2 separate regions of the Anser cygnoides genome follow, and region 2 is linked to region 1. A link is a contact called in public Hi-C data. All regions are on one chromosome and are shown on one strand. Each heading gives the region's core, a stretch centred on a gene start, on an enhancer-like site or on the middle of the called end of the contact. The rest is flanking DNA. Distances are from core to core; before and after follow the strand shown.

Region 1 (6,640 bases), core at 1,380-3,879:
GACAGCTCTGAGCCGACCTTTTACAAGAGCGCTGATGAAGCAAGAGCTCAAACAGAGATTTGTGTAACATGGCGTAAACCTTATTACTGCTGCTGAGTCCTGGTTCTGAAGGAGAGAAACATAATACAAACTGGATAAACGTCTAACGACTCTGAGCTAGGTTAAAGACCTTTCTTTCATCTATTTATCCCTTGTGTAAAGACAATGCAAGTCACAGAGCACATACTTTCCATGGTCCAAATTGTGACCCTTACTTACGGAATATCAAAGGCAGTGACCGATCCATTAATATTTCTCCTCCCTGTTTATCTGAAAGCTCAGTAAGTTTGTAAGCCTTTCAAACACAATCCAGATACAGAAATTAGTTCTAGAAAGTGCCATTTTTGTACATCCAAAATCCTACGTAAACTGTCATTTACATTTGAACCACTGTCAGGCTTTAAACAAACCCCTAATTTTAGGAGGGAGTAAACAGGAGCCATCAGTAGTACAAAACAGAACAAACAATACAATAATCAAGCCTACTCAAAATGTTCCAGCGTTCAAGAGCCAGAGCCAATCCCACACAACAATATATGGACAGAATGAACATCCTCTCCCCTCTTTTTTCTTTTCTTACACTTTTAAATCATTCTTCTAAATTGTTCTATGCTTAGCCAAAAAGCAAATCTTCTGTTATCATTCCCTAGCCAATTTGTAAAAGCAAACATTGCTGCAGAAGGAGGCAGTGAGGTTCCAAGTACCTTTTCTTAAATCAACCGCTTCAGATCAACTAACAACAGGGCTATGCAGCAAAACATCTTTCAGTTTGTGTGTCTTCATGGGCAGAATAGAGGCCCTGCCTCTTCGTTGTCTGGCTAGCTGATAACCTTAGCCTTCAACCTATTGGTCACACCGGGATCTAGACCACAAACTTGTGGTTTTAGATACTCTCAACAGCACAGGCATGTATTTCATTAGATACATTTCTCTCTGCCTTCCTCTGCTACAAATGGAGAGTCACTACCACTTCACTTACTGTTGATGTCCTTCTCGTTTAGCTAGAGTTTGGAAGCCTGGGATATTGATGTAATCCTTCCTATGCTACCAGAAAGAGATGAAATCCACATTCAATACTTTTTGATATTTTAAAGATCAGAAAACGCTCTAATAATATGTACTCTGACTGGTACAGAATCTAGAAGGCACCACAATGGTAAAGTCACTGATGTGTAAAGTTATACAGACAGCATCAACTTCTCTGATGTGCTTCAGCTAGGTAAAGAGTACCCTGGTCAGAGAAACCGAAGTCAAACTATCAATAATATCTTCTGCCTAGCACTCCCCACCTATCTGAAATACCTTAACACATACTAATTCAGAGAAGGTCCTTCTTCTCAATCGGACAGCCAAAAGCCATTTGTCTCTGCTTGAACTGATCTCTAGTCCATAGTCTACCACTCAATAAAGCATGTCCTTAAAACAAACTAACACCTTTCACCTTTTCACTTGTGTCTATTTTTAACTACTATAACACCAGTGTGTTTCAGGATCCCTACCCAGTCGTTTTTAAGGCCAACACGCATAAGTCTATCTACTCCTGATCCATCTGTCCTTAAATTCTCCCTCTCCTCCTTACTTTGATTCAGGCTTTTGCTCTTCTATTTGTATTTCTGCAGGCCTGAACCACGCACTTGTCTCGTCTGCCTAAGCATGCAAAGCCTGCGCAGCATGCTCCAGGTGCCACCAGCCTCACGCCTCATCCTGCCTCTCTGTTAACTTATCACCCCTGAGGTCACCCCAAGCCCTGTCTCCCCAGACCTATTTCTCTCTAAAAGCACCTGCGGGTCCAGCTCCCGCAGAGGAGCGAGCTCAGACACCATCCCCACGGCGTTTCTCACGCGCAGAGCGAAGCGAGGCTGCCAGGGAGACCTGCCCGGCGTGCCCCCAGCCCAGTCTGCGCTTCCATCCCTCCGAAGGCAGCGCTGCCTTCCACCTCCTTCAGCTAAGCGCTTAAAAGTTAGGGATACGAGAACCAGAGGTCCGAGTAAACCGCTCATCGTTAGTAACGAGTAACGAAACGAAGCAGCGTTACATTACGCTGCAGAGGAGCGCTTGTAACCGAAGGGGAGGGAGCCTCCGCAAGGCAGGCTACGCGCGGATCCTGCAGCACACACAGCTCCGCAGGACGCGGAGGCAGGAGGGCGCCGGGGGCTCCACACGGCCCCGCCGAGCCCCCGCACGGCTCCGTGCGCCCACCGCGGCCCCGGCACCCCCCGGCACTCCCCCGGCACCCCCCGCCCCCGGGGCCGGGCTCCCCCACACGCTGCCCCGGGGGCTCGGCGGCACCTGCCCGGCCGGGCGGCGGGGAGCCCCGGGCGGCCGCCCCTCGGCCTCGGCCCGCCCGGCCCCGCAGCGCACCGTTAGCGATGAGCTTGGCCGAGAGCTGCTTGACGAGCTCGGGGATCCGCTCCCACTGGCACTCGGAGCGACACCGCTCGATCTCCGTCTCCAGCCGCGAGCCCGCCTTCTTGGTGGCCATGGCCGGGCCGATGGGCCCCGCCGGGGGAAGGGGCCGGGGCTGCGGGAGCGGGCGGGAAGGAGGGGACGGAGGAGGAGGAGGAGGAGGAGGAGGCGGGGACAGGACGGCGGCACCGGGCGCCTGTGCGCCGGCAGCGGCGGAACTGGAGGCTGCGGCCCGCGGCCGGGAGCGGCGCCCCCTGGCGGGAAGCGGCGGGAGCGCGGCCACCACAGGCCTCGCCACCGCCACCGGGCTGAGGCGGCCGCCGGGCCGGGCAGGGCCGGGCCGGGCCGGGCCGGGCCGTGTAGCCGCCCTGACAGCCCCCGGGACCGAGGGGAGGCCCAGCGGCTCGTGGGAGAATAGGCAGGAACCGCACCTGTCCCGCTCGGCTACCTGCTAGCGAGCGGGTGCACGAGCTGTTCCACAAAACATAACACAAAACCAGTTCTTGCCTGCAGTGGTCTCCTGCCGCCTCGAAATCTCCCACCTGTTCTACTTCAGGGTTTTTTAATCTATTTGAAGATGTTCTTGTTTTTGTCTTTTCTCTCCACACATCTCACACTGCGCTTTGGCCCTGACATGCTCCTTCACATCTAGTCACACAGAAAGGGGGACTTCAGCTTGGCCTTTCTAGCTGGGTACCGACCTGTTCCTTTCATGAAGAGCGGAGGGTATGGCCGTGCCTGTATTATACCGTTCCCTACATTTTGAGAGAACAAATACATTTCCAAGCTTTGGGTGGAACAAAATAGTAGCTGAAACCAATCTGAATAAATATCATGTATCTTTGTCCAGTGCAACATGACAAACCAGTTCCACAAACTTAGGGAGACCTCAGAAGAAAACTGTTACAACTGCTATGTAGTGAAACATGTAGCAAAAGCACCAAAACTACACTGAAAGGTAAACCTCGCCAATTGCTACTTTTCCCAATGTAAGTATAGAGCCCCAGGGACAGAACTGGTTGCGCAGAGATACAGTGTAACCTAATGCACTAGACACAAGGTGAATTTAAACGATCTAAACATCCTCCTCCGCATCCAAGTGCAGACTTGTAGAACTTACTCTCATCCACAGAAAAGAGAAGTCAGTGACGCCAATCTGCATGTGCTTGACTTTGAAGGACTACGATCTGTCTGCTGGTGTGAAGATACAAAACACAGGCTGGATGCTGGCATTGCTGTAGCAGACATTGCACCACTCTGGATCTAGTGTATTTCAGTCTTCAGAAATGTCAGGATCACAAACTCAAAATTCAAATTGGAGCGAACAGCATTACTAGCGTGAGAACAAGTCAACCATTGTGTCATAACTGCTAGTAGATATTCCTCAAACCCTAGGAACTATGATCTTCAAACTCAGGGAATAATACTATCACCAGTCACCTTTGCATGCTGTTATATAAATGTTTCAGCTACATGTAAATACGACACGCCTATGGACACTGGTAGAGCTGTTATCCACATCACAGAATTTCTGTAATGTTTCCTGATTGGTGTGTGTACCACAAATATTAGTGACAGGCAGTTTCTGAAGTTTTATTTGGTTCTGATCACCAATGGAAAGGCCAGAAAAAGGATGAATCTTTTTAAAGACAGGAAACCAACATTGCCATCAAACAATTAATTGGCCAGGTGCAGACCCAGGCTTGTGAGACTAAAAGCTTGTCCATGTGCTCCCCAGCTGCATTGCTCAATCTCATAAAATACCTTCTTCCTACAAACCTTGCTTTGCTTGTACCCTCAGGCTGTCATAGATACCACAACTTTATGCCAAGTAACAAATGTCCTTCTCAGGGTTCCAACTAATTTATTTTTCATTCCCAGTACTATCCAAATCATAATAGTGCAAGGCTTGGATATTGTAACCTGGCTTTCCCTCAAGCTGCTGTTAGAGTGCTTTCAGGCTGCAGTTCAAATTCAAGCAATGTATACTTCAAATTTTAAAAAGTGAAACAGAACCTAACAATAGCAGGACATAATGGTGTTTAAGGAATACAGTGGAGTGTGCTACAGGAATGGAAAGAATATTTAATACTGCAACAAAAGTAAAAGGAGAAGGATGTGCTAAAACATTTTTTGTTTAAGTGAGGTCTCAGAAGATCCAGACGACATTACATTGATTACAGAAGGGTGTTTTACTGGTCAGATAAAAGAATGAAATGAAAAATGAAGCAGCAAATGAATGATAGCTGAAAATCGTTGACATCATAACTACCAGTTCTTTTAGGCATAAGAGGAAGAAATTAACATTTGAATTTTCCCAAATAGTTAGTTTGCTTATGAAGATTATTCATATTTATTCATAGCAATTTTAACACATTTTGTTAGCACTAATCACATCATTTCAGTAAAAGCTACCAGCAAAAGAATAGTATTAAAATATTTACATAACAGCTCATCAGACTTATTATCTCAGTAGTTACTATTTATGAAGTGAGACATCTATGCAAAAGGAATTAGTATATTTTGAAACACATTGGCACAATTAGGAAGTCTGCTTTAACATTAGTGAAACTTCCGTATACCTAAGGCTGCCCTAAGATTCTACTGTAGATGACCCGTAACTGTATAAAAAAATGAAATGCATCTGGTTTCTGAAAAGTATGTAAAATCAAAATGCAGGGAAAGAAGCTAGGTTGTGTTGGTCAAGCACTCTGCCTTACGCCACCCTTCCCACTCGACACCCCACCTCCTCAAATACAGGGCAATAAGAGAACTGATACTTGATTGTTCAGTGCAACTTCATGAGCTAGGTATGAAGAAACGGTAACTTTCAGTCCACAGAACACCTTGATATTTACTCTGGTACTTCAAGCAACCTGAAAATAGACTTAACAACAAAGTTTTCTGCACTACTACTCCATACAGTATTATGGGAAACAAAAATGACAGGTGTTTAAACCATTAAAAACTTGGTAATTTTAGAGAATACTGACTTAAATAAAACATTTCATTCTCTACTAAGATATTAAACAATCTATAACAAGGGATCAGAAAAATCAATTCAAATACTACTCATATTTTTAAAGGTCACATATTCAATAGAAGGCTAGTAACTCATAAGAAAAAAAAAGGCAAGCAAATTTAGAAGATCACTGGGTTTATTCTAGGTTGAGTTTCTGGCTTCTTACACAAATACTATTCAATGCTGAAATGGCAGGAGAGGAACCAAACTTCATCTTTGTTCTAGCTTTCCTTTATTCTAAAATAATAATAATAATAATAAGTAAAAACGTGATTTTCATGACAGCTGTGCTGAAGTCAGCTCACTGGTATGTATGCCCTTGAGAGAAGAGGCTAGTTCAAGCTTAAAATCCAATATGTGTCAAAGGATATGTGTATAAAGTTCCTTCACTATTAACAGAAGTGTTTAATATGCAAGCTTACCTATTACTCTAGTTTTAGTCCTTCACAATCGACCAGCGTTTTTTCTTCTAAAGTGTGTGTTTGAAGCTGCTAATCAAAGTGCTGACTATTAAAAAAAAATTCTTCGGAGTTCCTATAGCATATGTCACAGAAAGAAGATTTTCAGGGAAATCTAATGTAACAAAAGACAGCAACGTAAGTCCCTATTTCATCTCCACAAAGCATAAATGGAATTCAAAAGTTAATATTAAAAAGATAAGCTTTTCCTCAACACATATCTTTATTTCACCAATATCTTATCTTTCACTCTAAATTAACACTTTAATCTCTGTTAAGACAGTAAATATATCCTCCTGCAGGTTATCAGAGATGCACTTCAAATATTACTTGTATTTTAAAGAAAACATATTCAACTACTATTTATCTGCCATTTTCTCAAATGTGAAATGCAAGAATTTTCAGGCCAAAATGTGTTAATGTGAGAAGTAATTTCTCTACAGTGAAGAAAGCATTATACAAGCAAAAAATCTTACTGGAATTCTTTTTTTTTTTTTTCCCCTCCAGTTACCTAGTTTCACTATTAGTATTATGCTAACTGCAGAGTTCTCTGTGCCTACTGAAGTCACAGTGATCTCTATGATCTCTTTAGTACAGTCCATATGAAAATTGTCAGAGAAAATAACTTCATAGTGACACGTGGTTCCTTTTTGGGAGTAGCAAAAAGCAATTTAAAGGTAACTGAAGTGAGAATTAACAGCATCCACAAAATAAA
Region 2 (7,122 bases), core at 809-3,308, 260 kb after region 1:
TTATTGTATATGTATATTTTTATTGTATATGTTTTTTATTTATAATGATAAAGCACTTCTCAAATCTATCGCTCGCTTCAGAATTTTACAGTCATTCAAAGCCACAAAACTTCTGCCTATTTAGTAACCAAAATTGGGAGACTAAGTACTAAGTTCAGTTTCCTTGTTTTGAAATAGTTAATTCTTTCACACATTAGAGAACGGTGACAGTCCAGTTAGTTAAATCTACAGCAGACTCACAATTGCTACAGGTCCTTGACACTTCGGTTGGTTTTCTTTAGTGCTTTTTTTTGGTTGGTTTGTTTGGTTGGTTGATTTATGACCATTGCGTTTGGTGCAAAATCCCATTTCCCACATTTTGGAAAAGGTACAAATCTGCATTTGAATGCTCATGCTCAAGGCTCCAATTTGCAGAAACTTCTCTTTTGGAAGCATAATTATTCCTCAGAAATGCTAGAATTTGCATCTTCTTTTTACAACTAACACTTTGCTCCATTTTACACCACTACTGCATCAACCCCAAGCGGGGTGACTGATCTGGGTCCTTCTCTGAATCATGAATCACCTTCAGATCTTCATTGTCCAAGTTCCAGTACAGAATTTCCACCATGAAGAAAGCTCGATTGCCTTTACAGCTGGAGCAGCCAGGTACCAGAAGATAACAGAACTTGCCAACTTGAGAGGGTGGGACACAGATTCTCACACTTTTTTTTAAGTTACTTTTCAAAAAAAAAAGAATTCTGTTTAAAGATCCTAATATACACTCTTCATTTATGTGCTTGAAGTTGGCCTAACTTCACATCACTGGTTGAGCTTTACTTGGTTTCGTTCTGTGAGAAAAGGGCAGTGCCAGAACTGGGTGATGTTGGAAGCTTCCTCCCCTGCAAGTCAAATACCTTTCCCTGCCAGCTCTTTATCAGATGCATTTCTGAGTATTTAAAAGCAATTACAAAGACGAAACAGAAACAGCCAGGATCTGCGCATAGCAGAGCAGTGACAGGAAAGGATGTGGTTAAAAATGGATGCTTTAACAACAATTTACTTCAGGGTTAAAAGAAAAGAGTTATTTTCAGTCTGGGCTTTTAACCTACTTGTAAGTTTCCTCGAGACATATCTCTACAGCACTGCCTGAAAAACACACTAGCTACCAAAGTAAAGTTTTCTCTTTACCAATCTGTTTTTAACGCCAAATCTTACACGACCACGTAGACATGCTTCAGATGCAACCCCCCCAGTAAAGCTTCATCTGATGAAGCGCTTTCGTTTCCTTATTTACCCTGCAACGCAGCCTCTCCTGAAGGGCGCGAGCACGCTAAAAACGAGGCAGCCGTTTAAAAGCGTGCAAAACCAGAAGGAGCTGAAGCAGCAAAGCAAACCCGGACGGGACGGAGGGTTGCATTCCCCCCCTTTCTTTTTGTTACTTTCCTAAAGGCGTCGGAAGGGAGGCAGACGCCCGACCGGTGCCGTTCCCCCCCCCCACCCCGTGCCCCCGCTCACATCTGCAGCATGATCCTGTTGAGCAGCACGCCGTCCGCCAGCTCCATGTACATGCCCAGCTTGTCCTCGCTGCCGCTCGCCAGGGCCCCGAAGGTTTTCACCTGCCAGGGAAGGGAGGATGAAGGAAGGATGAAGGACGGAAAAGAGGGACGGGGGCGTGCTGCGGCCGAAGCAGGTGCCTCGGGAGCTGCCCGCCGGCCGCCTGCCCCCCGGACTCACCCAGGTCACCAGCGGGCTCTGCAGGAAGAGCTCCAGGAGCTCGGAGACGGTCACGTCCATGTCGCCGGGAGGGCGCGGCAGCGGGGCCGGCTCACTCGGCAGACAAAGGCGCCGAGCCCATGGCCCCGCCGCCGGGCAGCGCCCGCCTACAGCGGCGGCGAGCCGCGGCTCATCGCCCCCCGGCCCGGCGGAGCTCGGCGAAGGGGAACGGGGAAGGGAAATGGCGGCGGGGGGCAACGGCCGCCCGCGGGGGGTGGGCGCGGAGGCGGGAGGCTCCTGCGGGGCCGCTCCCGGAGCCCGCGCGGCGCGGCCCCGTCCCGGCCCCGCTGCTACCTGCGGCGGGGCGCGGCCTCGCCCCGGCCATTACAGCCCGGCCGCCGTGACGGGCGGCGCCCGCCGCCAATGGGAGCCGCCGAGCGGCCGGCGCTAGCCAATAGGAGGCAGACGGGGGCGGGAGGAGGCGAGGCGGAGGGTGCCCCCGCCCGGCCCTGAGGTGGCTGCGTGGGGGCTGCAGGGGGCAGCTGAATCCCCGCTCAGCGCCAGCGGGCAGAAAGGGAAAATCTCTGGAAAAAAGGGGGGTGTACACGATCTCACGCCCGCTTCCAGTAAAACGAAGCGAGGGGCAAGCAGCACTCGGTCCTCGTTGCTGTCCTCAAGCAGCATCAGGTGGTTTGTTAGGGATACCGCTGCCAAGGGGACAGCGCTCCTCTGCGGGGCCGAGCACGGCGGGGCCCTGGCTAGCAGCTCGTGGCTAGCAGCCCGTGGGCCATGGCTAGCAGCCCGTGGGCCCACTGCTGCCCCAGCACCCACAGCAATCGCTCAGCAAGTGAATTATTTCCCGGGGGGGGGGGGGGAATGGGGGCAGAACTTAATTTATTTTAGTTAAAAAATAATAATTCCAGATAATCTGACATTCTCCCATAATTCTAATGGACTTTTTCTGTTTCTTAGTTGTATCTGGATGACTACACCACTTTATTTTTCCCCAGAATGCGTGTTCTATTTTTCATACAATAGTCTGTGCATCAGCCACTTCAGAATGCATTTTGTCTGTCTCATTTAATCACAGTAAACTCACAAAATATATTTTGGATCTTACCAAGTCAGGCAAATTGTATCTGCAATTCTTTTTCTTACTGACCACTCAATCTCCCACCCCTATTTTTGAGAAGGGATGTGGGTACACGTGTGTAGCTTCGTTCTGTCGGGGAGGGACAGATGTTGTTTTGCCTGTAGGAACTGAGCGGTTTGTAAGCAATCCATTACGAAGTGACAGACAATGTTGTTCTTTGCAGCGGCCTGCTTGTCCCACATAAGATCAGTTTTAATTATTTGTTTCACGAGGATCTTTATTTTAGGCAGCCGTGTAGGTAGAGTCAGTGATAATCAGGAAATCTGGCAGTAAATCTCAGATACATTAGTGGGAGGGATGTTGTCATCTGAGACGTCTATGGAAGAAAAAGGGAAACTTCCCCCATGTTGGAGAGCAGGGGTTGTCCTGAGTTGGTCACCCCTCATCAGCCATTTTGAGGCGAGGTCAGCCTGAGGGAAGATGGCACCTTCCTGCCTGCACTACCCCTGCTCGATGCCTGCTTCATTAGCCCAGCCCCGCAGGGGGAAGCATTCATGGAGGAAAACCTCCCTGCTCTTATTAAAGACACCAGGAGTAGCCCAAAACTCCAGGTCTGCACTTGGATGGATCCCATTTATTATACAGGAACGGCCCTCAGTTAGCTAGTGAACATGCTATTTAAGCATGCTAATGATCAGGCATGATCAAAACATCCTTAAATCTTGTGGACCAACACATGATACCAGGGACCAGACCTCTGTGAGCTGCCCCTTGCTTACAACCTGGTGCAGCCACTTCTCTCCAAGGTCCTCGTGAGGATGTACCAGGGGGTAACAAACAGTTAAATTACACTTACCTTGTGCTGTGGGAATCATGTTGTCTCAGCTTTTCTGCTACTGAAAAGAAGGAGGTTGCAGGGACGCTGTTTGCTGTAGTTGGAAGGACAAACAGCATGCTTTTGAGTGTAACAACTCCTGCTCAGGTATGGAGAGAAAGGGAATGATTAATTGTTTCTCAACACTTCAGAGAGACAGACTGCTATAATTTAACTTCTTGAAGCCTTGTGATCTCCTGCCTTGTGAATATATTTCATTAAACAAAATTTAAAGCTGTTGCTGTGCTTACAGCAGAGGATGATTGTGTTAATGAATAGTCAAAAGAAAAAGGACTGAATAATATTTGAAAAACACACAACCCCTTCAGAGAAGCCAGAATACAAGTGCAAAACTATTTTCCTCCTTTTCACAGCTTGAATCAGACCCGTTTATAGGAGTATGCCTCCAGAAACTCCTAAAAATCAAAGAATAGTTGCTTTGTCAGATTTAGGGGTCACAAACCGTGAGGTAATCAAGGGATGCGCCTGTGTCCTGCATCTCGGGGCACAGTTACAAAAGCCCCCGTTTCTCACCCGGCGCAGGACTCAGCCGGGAGCCACACGCTGCCTGCTCCTGCCGGCACGGCCCGGGGACATAGCACCGGGCCCGGCCCCGGCCTGGCCCCCGTGCCCGGCCCCGCTCCGTGCCGTTCTGCGGCCCGGGCCCGTTCCCTGGGCGCAGCACCGGCCCCCCCCGCCGGCCGCCGCGGGTGCTGCAGGCCGGAGCCGGGGCGCTGCAGGGAGCGGGGCCCGCCCGGCTGTGGGGCCTGGAGCAGCGGGAGGCCCAGTCCCAGAGAACACGCTCTCGCTCTTAGCCCCCAGGCCCAATACTTTTTTTCTGCCCTCAGGAATTGTGTCCCCTACCTGTCAGCCCCAGCCCGGCCTGTGGTGCTTCCTACCGTGCTTTCTCCAAACTGTGACCTGGCATTTCTGGTGGCAGCTTTCTTCTAGGTACTCGTCTTTCATCAAAGACCGCTTGTGAAAGCTCCCTTTTCCCACTGCATGCCGAGTTCTCATTTCTGGGGCACCTGAAGCTGCTGCCTTCACAGAGCAAGCAAAATAAAATACACAACAGTGAATATATCCAGGAAAGCTCAGATTCAAATACATACATGCAACTGTATTTGGTAACCATGCCTCTTAAAGCAAACAAGTGTGGAAAACACTCTGCACATTTGTAGCATGTAATGCGACTTGCAACAACTTGTTTTCACACCACTTGCGCACAGACAGCTCCTAACTCAAAACACAAGCATCGGAGAAGCAAGAAGCACCAGCACATTTTAAAGCACTATCAGTGTACAAGCAGCTAGAGACACCGGCATTTTTAATGCCTGTTATCACGGTGTGTATTTCTAAAGCACTCTTCACAGCCACAAAGCACTCGACTCTCCGCAGCACAGACCACAGAAGGAAATTTCGAAGCCCGAGCATTTCCAAATGTTCCTCGAGGCTGACTGTAAATGGCGTGATTCAGCGTCCGCAGGCAGTCCCCTGGCAACCACTACAGCCACCAACAAAGCTCCGCCATTCACCGCCCTCTGAAGCCCGAGTTGCTGAGGGATGGGAATAACAGAATTTACAAGGTTACAATACGGGAGTTAAACTCATGGTAATCAGGAAAGGGCTTCTTTCTCTTCCTTTGCTCGGGACTGTCGTTAAGCAGCTTTCTTGTAAATATGACTCTACTGTTCGTCAACCAACTTCTCAGCTGTGGGGTAGGTTTACTTTAAATAGGCTCTGGAGCTGCAAACAACGGGTGCCAGGGAAAAAGGAAGGTGGCCAGAAGATAGCTTTGGCCCTTGCAGCATCTGATTCTGAAATACGGTTTTCCATTTTGTTCGTTTTATTTGGTCAGAGCTAGTAAAAAAGCTGTCTTAGAGAAATCTGAATGAAAATTAAAAAGAAACAAAACCGTGTTCCAAAACATAAACAAAACCCCAGAAATATTTGCTTACATGCCTTATATCAATCTGAATGCAGGGGGGTGGTGGTGATTTACTGAGTCTCTGTGGCTGGGGTCTGAAAGAAAACATTCAGAGAGAAACTCCCAGAAAACCTAGCATTAACCTTTGGTACAGGGTGCGACGTTCATTCAGTGCTGAAATTTAGGCCAGCTGCATAGTCTCCTGACAGGATTAACATAACATAGAATTCAAAATACAAGAGGAGAGACTTTGGGCAGAGTATCTCATAGATGTCTGGGTCTGTAGAAAAATACAGAGTTAAATGCATGAGGCAAATAATAAAGATAACACTGAGCAAAAGATACAGGGAGAGGATGAAGGAACAGCAGTGGTCTCTCTCTCTCTGGAAGAACTTGAAAGCAACAGAGGAGTACTCACACTCACGGCAAATGCAGGAACGTTGGCATAACCTCCTTGATGTGACTTCTTTAGGGAGGTGATGAATGCCACAGCAGCAGCAGCAGCCCCAATGTGCTCACGAACCTGAAAGGGGATGGAACAAATTCACTGAAGTTAGGAGCTGAAGTGACGTGAGACACAAAGGCTGGCAGTGGTGGTCCACAGCGGTGGGCTTGTGTGCTGGAACGTGCAAGCTACACATCTGGTGAATCAGCAAGGACGTAATTTGAAGTAGTAGCGGAGAGGGAAAGGTGTTTTGTAGGTTTTAAAGTCATAATGGGGCCTGATCTGTTGAAACAGTGATTACTGAAGAGGCAAGGACCAAAATAACTGCTTAAAGGCTTGGAGGCGTTATCCAAAACTTGGGTTCTCATCAAAGCACAGAACATAACTGAGGCAGGTGATTGCCATTTACGTTCCTCAGTTTCTCTCTCTTTGCAGGAGCTGAAAGAGGAGTGACCCCAGCAGCATTAACTGGGAATCACAAGATAGGCAGAAGAACCAATAGGACCAAACTAGGGACTGTTACTGGCCACTCCAAAGGGAAATGGGGAAGTAAAGAAAGAACTAAAATATGTCAAGTGGAACAGTGTTTCAGGATGTTAAAGGGTAGATTTAACACTGATGATTTGAAAATGTATTTCCACTCACATTAGAAAATATTTTCAAATCATCACCATCAATTCCTTTCAATCACTGCTAGCCAATGTCCTTATAAATATAAATGTGATTTTGAAGGTCCAGTGCCCTAAGGGAATTGTTCATTCCTCAGCCTGCTGTTTTGGAGTTTAAATTATTAAAGAGTGTGTCAATATCTACACTGAGGTCATTTTTGTCCAGGTAAAAATAACAGGTAAGCACAACCAAATATTTTATAAGCAGCTTTGCAAAGTACTTAGGCTGGCTAGAGCTGAAGAAAAGTAAATTCATGTGCAAGGAATAAGGAGGAGAAGCTAACAAAGCCTAGGTGGTGAGGTAGCTGACAGTAGGCTGGGAGCACCATCTCAGATACCTACCAAGAGGAGAGTTGTTTCTTAGGACAGGGAACAATATCAGGAATGAGGAAATTTGTGTCTGTGCAGACAGGGAACAAT

What was found. Hi-C and Micro-C count contacts between places; a contact is called where the count stands out from the background.
Region 2: a Hi-C map of liver shows a contact between it and region 1, with 1.8 times the contacts expected there. The contact joins the promoter of CCDC88C here to the promoter of TTC7B in region 1. A contact is called at or near these places in 2 of 7 Hi-C or Micro-C datasets (granulosa cells and liver).

What each region holds. Positions count from the first base shown.
Region 1 is chr5:49,461,295-49,467,934 of Taihu_goose_T2T_genome, forward strand. It overlaps TTC7B (tetratricopeptide repeat domain 7B), which reads right to left and starts at 2,630. Exons shown (of 21, transcript XM_066998260.1): 1 at 2,401-2,630. The coding sequence starts at 2,521.
Region 2 is chr5:49,725,710-49,732,831 of Taihu_goose_T2T_genome, forward strand. It overlaps CCDC88C (coiled-coil domain containing 88C), which reads right to left and starts at 2,059. Exons shown (of 30, transcript XM_066998255.1): 1 at 1,717-2,059; 2 at 1,498-1,598. The coding sequence starts at 1,776.